Linked DNA regions of Danio rerio: region 2 is linked to region 1. The links are chromatin contacts, called in public Micro-C maps. All regions are on one chromosome and are shown on one strand. Each heading gives the region's core, a stretch centred on a gene start, on an enhancer-like site or on the middle of the called end of the contact. The rest is flanking DNA. Distances are from core to core; before and after follow the strand shown.

Evidence for each region. A called contact is a pair of places that touch in the nucleus more often than the background predicts.
Region 2: a contact with region 1 is called in a Micro-C map of caudal fin, with 1.9 times the contacts expected there. The contact joins the promoter of alkbh8 here to the promoter of etsrp in region 1. A contact is called at or near these places in 3 of 18 Hi-C or Micro-C datasets (caudal fin and embryo).

Annotation. Positions count from the first base shown.
Region 1 is chr16:46,434,348-46,440,016 of GRCz12tu, forward strand. It overlaps etsrp (ETS1-related protein), which reads right to left and starts at 2,227. Exons shown (of 8, transcript NM_001037375.1): 1 at 2,174-2,227; 2 at 1,920-2,003; 3 at 1,208-1,312; 4 at 1,044-1,124; 5 at 766-963; 6 at 30-272. The coding sequence starts at 2,001. It also overlaps a transcript of caspa not described here.
Region 2 is chr16:46,596,000-46,601,865 of GRCz12tu, forward strand. It overlaps alkbh8 (alkB homolog 8, tRNA methyltransferase), which reads right to left and starts at 2,556. Exons shown (of 12, transcript XM_073926551.1): 1 at 2,405-2,556; 2 at 1,531-1,569; 3 at 386-620; 4 at 180-311. The coding sequence starts at 416. fbl (fibrillarin) reads right to left here. Exons shown (of 9, transcript NM_213002.1): 9 at 4,626-5,026. The coding sequence ends at 5,002.

The sequences.
Region 1 (5,669 bases), core at 977-3,476:
AAGCGCTTCTGTAACAGACAGAGGCTCACCTGGGTAGGCGGACATTGGCGTGATCTCGCCCTCTCTGTCTGATCTTTGAGGAGGAGCGCTGCGTCTTTTGACCACGCGGGGGCAGAAGTGCTCAGCGGACTGACTGACCGGAGGGGATGAGGAGGATGCAGGCTGGCTAAGCGGCATGGAGCTGCAGTAACCGGGTGAGGGGTAGTCGGACCAATATGAAGACCTGCTTTGCTGCTCTGCTTCATACAAACCATATGTCCTGTCTGATTCACCTGCAACACCAAAAACACAAGTTAATATTTCAATGACTAGATTTAAGCGCATTAAAATAAATAAAATCAATTACATAATAATAATTAAATAATAAAAAATTAAATTAATAAATAAAATTTGAATCTATTGCATTATTGTATTAACTAAACACAAATTTAACAAAATATATTATCATACAGAATATTTAATAGGTAAAAAATCATAAAAAAACAAATCAAATAGTAATCTATAATACTGATAATATAATAAAGCGTGTATATACACACAAACACACTGATTCTATGTGTATGCATGGCATTTTTATTACTTTTAGTTATTTCAGTACATCAAATAAACTGAATAAATAATATATAAAAAATAGTTGAGTAAACAATTAAATTTGGTTTTAAAATTTGGCATTTATTTTAAGTTAGAAAAGGTTGTTTTAGCCAGAATATCTCTGGTGTGCATATAAATCCAGTAAATAAATTAAGTATCTGTCAAATTGCATACCCAAATGGTCAAGGCTGGCGGTCCCGGATGCTCCTCTGTGACTTGGGCCTTTCCCAGGTTGGTAATGGCTGCTGGTGTCCATTGTGGGACTGAATGTACTGCTTTGTGCTGGAGTGCAGAGAGGGACGAGGTTCTGGTAGGTTTGAGTTGATTCCTGAAAGCCAACCTGCTGTCTGTCTGCAACCATTCCTTCTGGAACTTAAGGGGGAGATAAAGGACATCATATAAGGCCAGGTCACTTTTATACACATTCACAGATATAGTCATGTGATACTTACTATTAGTGTATGCTGCCCAGTTGCTGAACTCAGGGAAAGAGTCCAGATTGAACAGCCCAGAGTCGACTGTGAGAACATGACCTATTGAGCAAACAGATATAATGCTTTCACTAATTGTTTGCATTATGATTATATGATAAATATGAATGTTGTGAGATGCTCACCTTTGTGCAACAGCTCCTTCTGAGGCTCGGAGTAGTTTTCGGCATACTGCTGTTGGACGGGTCCTTTGCTGTCTAATAAAAAGGACAGGTCTTCACCACTGCAGTCTGGAGGTACATTATCAAAGATGTGGAATGAATGAGAGTCAGGCCAAATGATGTATTAATGGATGCATAAAGCTTTCTACGCCTGGCCTGAAGTGTGTTAGGAGTAGAGGAAGCACTAGTAAAGGCTCTGTGACAGAGTGATGAAGAAGGGTGTAGGAGAGGGGGTGCTAAATCTGTTTGAGGAGGAAGTCTGGAGGAAAGGATTAGGAAGAGAGGGAGGGAGCAGAAAAACGGGTGTATCTTTAACCCGACCACCCCTCTTTTTTTTTCGACATCCCATTCCTAAATCTCAGTGCATGCATTGCCTGACATCCCCTTTTCCTGATGAGCTTTGAATTAGTGCACACAAACAAGATGTCAAGGTCTGATTTTTAGGGTTCTGACAGGGGTGTTGCAATTCTGCTGTTTGCAGCTCAAGGACAGCGGAAATGTTTTGCACTGACATTCAGGAAACCAGGCTGGAGAAATACTAAATCCCACAAAATCTGACTGATTTTTTCCCCTCATCAGGGCAAATTGAATGTGATCTTTGCAAATGAAGTGCTATAATTTATATATTAAGAACGAAGCAACTGAAGTTTTAAAATATGTTGAAATAAGATATTACCATATGAACTGAAGTCGAAACCAGCAGGAACCTCCTGAGTTCTGAAGTCTTCTGTGTAAAATCCAGATTGGTACATTTCCATATCTAAAAAGAAAACATTATATTATTAAACTAACATAGATACATCTTAATCCAAAAATAGTTCAAATCAAATCCAATTTATAGAAATATCAAAACAGAGATCTAAATACATCAACAAAAAGTCATTCTGATTACATTAATTTCAAACAGTCGAATAAATAGAAAAGTCTTACCTTAAAGTTTTCACTGAGTCCTTATTTCACTATATCAGGGGTTTTGACAGTGCCTCAGCTCTGCTTTTCAGCTCTGTTGACTGTCTGTGCTGGACTGAGGACCGTTATAAAGAGGCCGCGCGCGCTGGGGCGTGTCCGCGCGTCTTCTGAAGGAATGCGTCGTGACTGCGCTTCCCCTCCTTTTACTCCTCGTGACGTCAGACAGGAGTCACGACCACAGATTTGTTACCCTTTCATTCACAGAAAAGGTGAGGGGAGTAAAAAAACATCCCAGCACAGATTTGACAGACACGTTCTCTATTTTCTTTTCTTAACACAAGACGATGTGTACGTGTTAATTCGACCCCATATGTTTTCAGCAAATAATAGAGTCCTTTCAATTTTGACTAGTAAATCGTGATCATTTTCTCCTGACGATAGTTGAAAAATTCATCCTCGTGACAATAAAGTCTGAAAACAATATTAGACAATGTGTTCAAAACTGTTCTTTGAGACAAGAAACTACGAATGACCTGGGCTAAATAAAATTAACATGATCCGATAGGACAACAGGATGTAGCCTATATTTGTGCCAAAAATGTTATATCTAAACCCGTTTTTGTGATCAGAAATCATGAAAAGCCAGGTCAAAACTGACACAAACCAGACTGGGCAAATGACAGACTATGTATCTGTTTTTTTTTTTTTTTTACTTATTTGTCTCACAGACACAATAATAATAAAAAAAAACAATTTAAAAGACTGATGTGCATCAGGACAAACTCTAAACGTTTTGTTTACATTAATAAATATATAATTTATTTATTGTTACTATTGGCCAAAGTGTTTCAAACTCAACGTTTCTTATAGGTTTCTTATAGTTTCTAAACATTAATTATATCTCTATATGGCGTTTTATTAAGTTACTATAGTCACATAACAACGATATCAATAATAGGCCTAAAGAAATACCGCTATTGTTAGTATAATGATGATATGACTTGCTCAATTAATTTTTTGATATATTCGCATCGATGATTCTACACTGTAAACAAATCCTGGTCGCCCCAGTTTAAGCTGAATCAAATTAACCTCATGATTTTTTCAAATATTTAATTACCCCAATACTAGTGTTTCAAACTCAGAGTTTCTTATAGACAATTTTCAAGGATGTAAACAATACCAATGGTCCCAACCAATTTCCTGTTTTACATTTTTAATTTCTATAGCTTCAGAGAATCCAAAAAGGTCCACATATTGATAAATAATGTTGTGGCAGCTGTTTTAACATAACATATGTTAAATATGAATTGTCTCTTGTTAGTTATGAAATAGCTTGACACTCGTGGGTTGATGTTCATGGGTTTTAACAACGATATTAATTATAGGCCGTAAGAAATACGAACATTGTTAATATAATGATGGTATGACAAGCTCGATTAACTTAAATAAACTCGCATCGATGATTCCACATTGTAAAAATACTGGTTGCCTTAGTTTTTAAAGCTGAATCAACTAACCGTATGAGTCATTTCAACTTGCATTATATTATACTGACTTATTTTTATTAGTTACGCAAGTTGATTTCAGTTAGAAGATGGTTAACTTGTTGTTTAATAAGTTACAATTAGCTAAACACAAAAACCTGCAACCATTACTTTTCATTCCACAAATTTGGTTCTTTGTATTGTAAAAAATGTTATAAAGTCTAGAGATTATAAAAATGTTCTTCACATTCATCTTCACACTCACACAAATGTTCTTTGGTTTAAATGGGTTCATATGGCATCACTGAAAACACCATTTTGGTTTCTCCCTGGCAGTTTTTTTTAACAATGCACTCAATTTTTAGTTATATTATATTAATAGCAACGTTTTTTATGCTTGATGACTTGCTTGTTGTCAGGCTTTAAAATTAAATGTGTGAGATTATAAATAATAGGTTTGAACTGCCTGAAGTCCAAAGTAGCATATTGCCTAATAGTTTGCGCTAAAAATGAAAAGTGATGATAGGCTGAACCTAAGTTATCATTTAAGTAGCCTTAAATGATAATTTGACAGACCCATTTAAGTACATTCTAATGAAATAAAGAAATGAGAAAATGTGACTGGAAGTTAGAAACAAGATCAATCAGAACAAGTAACTTTAGCTTTAATTAGGCGTTCGTATCTTTAAAAGCCATTCAAGAGAACAATGGCCTGTAAAATTCCGAGTCGAGGAGGCCTGAAATCACGGCGTGAGTGCTTTGGACAGATAAGACCAACCCAAGGGCCTTGTATAAACAAACACCTCAGGCCATTTTCCTCAGGCGCGCAGAAAAAATACATCTGGAAAAGTAAGTTGCCAAACTGTGCGAGGCTTGAGTCGTGATTGAAGGAGTCTGCTTACTGAAGAGGATACAATCAGTGTCAAATTCCCATGGCACCTCCACACGCGCACGCCCATGTCTACAGATTTAACGCGTCTGAAAGATGTTATATACAGAAATACTTATATTTAAAAATACGTTTATGCATTTTAGCATCCATTTGAGCTTTTTAAAATAGGCCTAGTTTATGTTTAAATTAAGGATCTCAGTATTTTAGTGATCAGCTTTTCTTTCACAATTGTTTTCTTGTGATCTGCCAGCAAGCTTTTCTGGTTCTAAAAAGATGTCTAGTAGACGTTTAAACATATTTGTCTAGGCTAAAACAAGACTAAACTGGGGCTGTCAGCGAAAACCTAATAAACGTCTAAGAATAGGCCAAAACTAGACTATCAAATAGCCTAAACAGAAATTAATGACTACCCTACACATATAAAGTCTGTCCAATCATCTATTTAACGACTAGTCTCGTTTTGAGCTATTCTTAGACGTTTTTCACTAACTGAAAGTTTAGCTTTGTTTTAGCCAAGCTGTTTAGATTAGACGTATATTAAACACATTTTTTTGTTGCTGGGCCATGTCTATAAATTTAAATGTAAATAAAATAATTTCACACTTTACAATTTTCATTAGTTAATGTAACGTACCTACACTGAAAAAAAATATTCAGAGATGATTCCTTAGATTTACTCAATTTTTTTACATTAACTGGTTGTAAACTATTTATTTGTGTTGAATTTAAACAAACAAATTAAGTTTAAGATTATTAAACTTAATTTACTTGTTTAAATTCAACACAAAAAAAATTGTTTGCAGCAGTTTTGCATGCAACACTTTTTTCAGTGTAATGATCAATACTTTTACAGCATTTATTAATAACCACGACTATTAAAATACAAATTAAATACATTAATGAGTGAACATGGACTATCAATGAACATCATTAACAAACAATGAATAAATACTGCAATAAATCTATTGATTATTGTTTGCTCACGTCAGTACATAAACTAACACGTTCGCGTCAGTACATAGCCTATTTAAACTAACATGAACTAATACAACTTTATTGTAAAGTGCTACCAACACTGTAAAAAATCATGGTTGCCTTATTTTAAAGCTGAATCAAATTAACTTAAGTCCACTGAACT
Region 2 (5,866 bases), core at 1,306-3,805, 160 kb after region 1:
AAGAGAGAAGTAGGGTCATTACCAGAGAAGTACAGGAATATATAATTTATAGACTAATTTAAATCATATATAAACAAGGGTGATAAATAAAAAATAATGTTATGCCAAGGAAATTTACTCGAACTTGAATTTCTTTTTCTTTTTTTTTCGAACTTGAATTAGCATTAACAATCTCTTACCAGTGACATCATCAGCGTGTGGTGTCCAATCAACAGCCTTCAGAATCTGCAGCTCCTCCTCCAAAGACACAAAATCCTCCAATACAGACAGACCAGGAGGCAAAGCACAGGACACACTCCTGTCACAGTCCACTGGAAAACAACCAGATTCATTAAACACGGAGCTCAGTAACAGTGTTTATTAAAATATGTCCCGCGTGATGCACCTTTCACAACATAGCTGAAATAAAGTGTCATGGTCTGATCCTGACACTGTAGTGTTCGTCCATTGAGAAGTGTGTATGCATTCTGGCCAGCTTCGATAGATGAATAAGACACAAACGCATAAGGTTTTGATGGAGGGGTGAGGAGAGACTCAACAGTTCCTCCTTCTTTAAGGACCTCCAGTAGAGACTCTCGGCTCACTCCATTCCCCAAACCGCCATTAGAAACCACCAGATGCTGCAATAAGAGACATGCAGAAATAGACATCACTGACTGCTCTTTGGGTTATTTAGACAAAGCAAACACACAAAAAAACACACATATATATATATATATATATATATATATATATATATATATATATATATATATATATATATATATATATATATATATATATATATATATATATATTTACTGATTTTATAGGGACAGTTTACCCAAAAATGAAAGTTATCAACATTTTACTCACGCTCTACTTTTTTTTAAAACCTATTCGAGATTGATCTTTGAGTTTGATTTTTTGATCAGTTGAAAACAAATTATTCTTTTTTTTTTATAAATTATTTTTATTATAAATTAATTTGTTATATAAATTATTTTGAAGCATGTTGGAAGCCGGTAACTATTTACACACACGAAAAGCAAATGCTATGGATGTCAATGGTTACTGATTGTCAACATTCTTCAAAATATCTTTTTTTATATTCATCAAAACAACCAGAAAAAAAACTTGTTCAGGTTTGGAACAAGTCAAAGGTGAGTAAATCTAGAAGTTTTTTCATTTTTAGGTTATTTACCCTTTAAATTTTACATTAAAATGAACAGGCAACACAATATTGTGCATACATCACAAATATGACTGATTTTATAGAGACAGTTCACAAAAAACAAAATCTGTGTTATCACCATTTACTTATCCTCTACAGCAGGGGTGCCCAAACTCAGTCTTGGAGGGCCCTGCATGGTTTACCTTACACTTTCTTCAATACATCTAACTGGAAGGTTCTAGTCTACCTGGAAACAGCTAGATTAGCTGTTTCAGGTGTGTCTAATTGGTGTTGGAGCTAAAATATGCAGGACACTAGCCCACCAGGACTGAGTTTGGGCACCCCTGCTCTACAGTTTTGAGGTTTTTTTTTTTTACCTGTTAAAATGATTTTGAAGCATGTTAGAAGCTGATAAACTTTGATAAACAAGAAAAACAAATGCGCTGGATGTCAATGGTTACTGGTTGTCAACATTCTTCAAAATATCTTCTTTTGTGTTTAACAAAAAACAACAACAAACAAATTAATACAGGTTTGAAACAAGTCAAAGTTGAGTAAATGCCCTGCTGAAAAAAACAGCATATGCTGGTAAGATATGTTTTGATGCTAGTATGCTGGTCTCAATGCTGGTTTTGCTGGTTTCAGTGCTGGTCTCAGTGCTGCTCCTGACCAGCATTGAGACCAGCAACACCAACATTGAGACCAGCAAAACCAGCATTGAGAAAAGCAAAACCAGCATTGAGACCAGCAAAACCAGCATTGAGACCAGCAAAACTAGCATTGAGACCAGCAAAACTAGCATTAAAACCAGCATTGAGACCAGCAAAACTAGCATTGAGACCAGCAAAACTAGCATTAAAACCAGCATTGAGACCAGCAAAACCAACATTAAGACCAGGAAAACCAGCATTGAAACAAGCAAGACCAGCATCAACACATACTTTACCACATGCCGTTTTTTTCAGCAGGGTGTAGAACTTTTTTTGTTTTCAGGTGAACTAAGTTAACCCTTTCAATTTTACATTACATTTAAAACAGTTTACCATGGACTGCACTACATTCGTTTAAAATGATCTGTGGATTTAATAGCAAAAAGACTTTTATTTTCAGCATATATATTAGCATTAATTATATACAATGAATGACACATTACACTATGACAGATGTCTATGGTACTGTTCATTAAACCTCTGCAACGCTCGGACTAAATCCTTCTGGGTGACAATACACCAAAATAAGCTTCATAAGTACCTTTGTGGGGTGTGATACTGTGGTTATGTCCTCGTGCTTCAGTAATGTGTGACTGGCTTTAATCTGCCTTCGGAGTAGTTTTTTCTCCTCTTTCGTTCTTCGGACACTTCTCGAGCTCTCCATGCTGCTCTCAATAGTGCAACAGCATAACTGATCCGCCGTGGCCCGTGAACACAAACTGCAAGATTGGTTCCTAGTATCCGAATAATTATTGATTTTGTATCTTATTTTAGTAAAGTATGCTTACAACGTGCAAAGTCATGTGTAGTACATTTGGACATATAATTCATGTCTGTAAATATCATCCGATTATATTTCCGAAAGCACATTGAACATTCATTTAAAAAACTTTACATAATTATATCACAGAAACACGTGCAAAGTCATGCTAGAAACCGGCTGGTAATGTGCTGAGTTTTGAAAATATGTTACTAACATTCTATTTCCATGCCAGAAAATAAAATATTAGCAACATTTAAACCACAATAACAGGTGGTATAAATGAAAACTGGAGAATTAATGCTAGCAACATGTTAGCCATGTGCTAGAATTGTGGCAAAACATAATTCAGCTATCAAGTGAAGGCATTTTAGATCTAGAACTCATGCTAGAAATGTAATATATCATGCTAGTAACATGCTAAACGTGGAAACAGACGTAAAATGTTACGTTAGTTGTATTACATGACATGAAAAATGCTAGCAACTTTCTAGAAACATGACATCTAATGGTAATTTATTTTCCATGCTAAAACATACTGTGTACTAAACATAAATAGCAGCAACATAGTAGTAAGAGACACATTTTTTACATTTTCGTCACATTAAAACAACCAGAAACATGTTAAATACCCGAAACAGGTTAGCCTACGGTTACAATATATTATCATGTTAACAATATGTTAGTTCTGCAAAAAACATTTTAGAACCTTGGTAATACAATAAGCACTTTTTTTGTCATACATTAATAGATCAGCCAATTATTTATGTAAATCCTTTAAATCAATAGTATCTGGATGCAGCCTTTATGATGCAAGCTGAGATTGCATCACTCAGCGATGCTATGTCAGACACAATGAACTCAATGGAGTGAGTGACGTCACTGTGACGGGTAGGGTTAATTGAGCGCTTTAAAAAGCATTGCATGCAGCTCAGATTGCACTGCACCAGATCTGCATCTAGACCCCTCTCCTTTAAATTGGAACACTCAATGACTATCTTGATGGCATGGCTACCAAGATGGGCCTTTTTAGTATGTGGACAATTATTTGGCATTTGACTAAAAGTGTTGATGACATGAAGCCTGATTTTAGATATATGAAAAACAATCTAAACCAAGTTAAAAGTTCAATTAAAATTGTTTAAATTGCTTGCCTCTACTTTTAAAGATCTGAACTTTTAATTTAGATTACTAGCAGCTACTTTAAATGAGAAGACACTTGAAAAAAATAATGTTTAATTTAGTTTGTGTACTAGTATGTTTACTTATCAGATGATCAAGCAGGGAGAAATCTAAATTCACTTGTATAAACCAGCACACAAGCAAAGCCCATTTTCAATAGATGATATTGGCTTGATAAAATTGATCAACCCTTTAAGAGACTTCCGAAAACACATCTGCAGAATAATACCACAAGTTCATTCGAGGCATGCATGCAAGTCTAAACCCATGGACACTTCAGTGCAGTAATGAGATAAAGGTTTTTTGAGCCCCTTTACTGGGATTAAAATCATTCTAGTCTGAATGTAAATGCAATTATGAATCGACATTGAAATTGTCAGCCAGCATTAAAGCAAAAATGAAATTTCACTCGCACTCAAGTAATTACATTCATTTTTCTGTTTAACACAAAAGGATATTTTCTAAAAGATGTTTGTCATTGGGTAACCATTGACTTGCACAGAAGGAAAAACAAACACTGTGGAAGACAATGTTTACAGGTTTTCATGATTTCTTAAAATATCTTGTGTTCCGCAAAAAAAACTCAGACTGTTGAGACAAGTGAAGGGTGAGTAACTGATGACAGAATGTTCAGTTTTGGTTGAACTACCCTTTTAAGGATTTATGCCGTAATGATTAATGGAATCTGCAATTCAAACATTAATGAATATGACTAATTGATTCAGCAAAAAAAGAAATCTGACTGAACATCACAAAGTTCTGTCTTTTTGAAAATCTACCTCAGCATGTGAGAAATGTAAAAACACAAACCACAGCCATATCAGATAAAAATGTTTTACTAAAAATATTTAAAGAAACAATAACAAAGGTATGCTTCTGAAAACTGTTGATCTAGTTAATCGAGATTCCAATAATTCTGACAAGCAAAACTCAAAATTCATCTCTCGGTACTGTATATTACACAGAGGATAATCATACAAAGAAAAAACAAAACAGAAAAACCCGGGAGCTGTGTTACTCTCCATAAAGAATATATTGCAGCGGGATGCACTCCCGTCCCAATGGATGCAGGAAAATGGTTCAGTTATATCAGTCTTTTGTCATCTGCAAACTGTGGGTCCATCTAGTGGCTGAAGCAAGAATTTCAGGAGCGAAGAAGGATGCGAACAAGAGATGAAAGTTTTCACAATAAATCCTTATTTCTTCCCCTTGGGTGGTGGTCTGCAAAGAGGATGGGAAACAATACTGTATAAATAAAATATGTATAAATAAAACAAACATTGTAGGTAAATTCAAGTCCTATCCAGACAAAGATGTTTCTGAAAGTTCCTGCAATGTTCCAGTCAAAAATATTTATATATTTATGCTTTTGTTTCATTAACAGCTGTGCTTCATTTGTGCTGAACAAGTTTTTGTGGTTTGGACTGGATGTTTATATGTGCACCAATAATCAGACTTACAGTAAGTTCATATCTCAGTCTCTTCACATTCCAATAGTAATGATTAAAGTAAATTATCTAAATTTATATGTATTTTTATATTCTGGGTAAGGCATAAAACAAAGCAAAAAGTGTTAATCCAATTAAATATTGTCGGGCCAACAATTCCCATAATTCTGATAAGTAGCCCAAACTGTCTGTCAGCAAATGTAGATTTGTAGCTCTGGTGACGCAGAGCTGCCACTGTTCATGTGCACGAGACAAACACAGTCGCAGTAAAATCAAATGCTAAAGCAAAACCCACTGAAATCTTCAGGTGAAAGACTGATGTGACTACTTTCAGTTGCAAAAGGCCTTTTACAGCATCAATAATGTAGATTTTATTTAAATTGAACAACAAAACATCAGCGCTGTTCCACCTAGCCTGCTTTACTGAGCTGAAGTTGGTTTTCTTTTCACGTTGGGTCATTTCTGAGTAATGACAGCCATATTTGGTCTGAAATAGCATGCAAGTATGGCTTAGTAATAAGCGTAATTCCTGCACACCAGCTGGCCAAACACTAAGCATACAGTAGTTGCTTTAGGACAGTTTGAGAGAGTGAGACCATCCTTGCATGTGTGA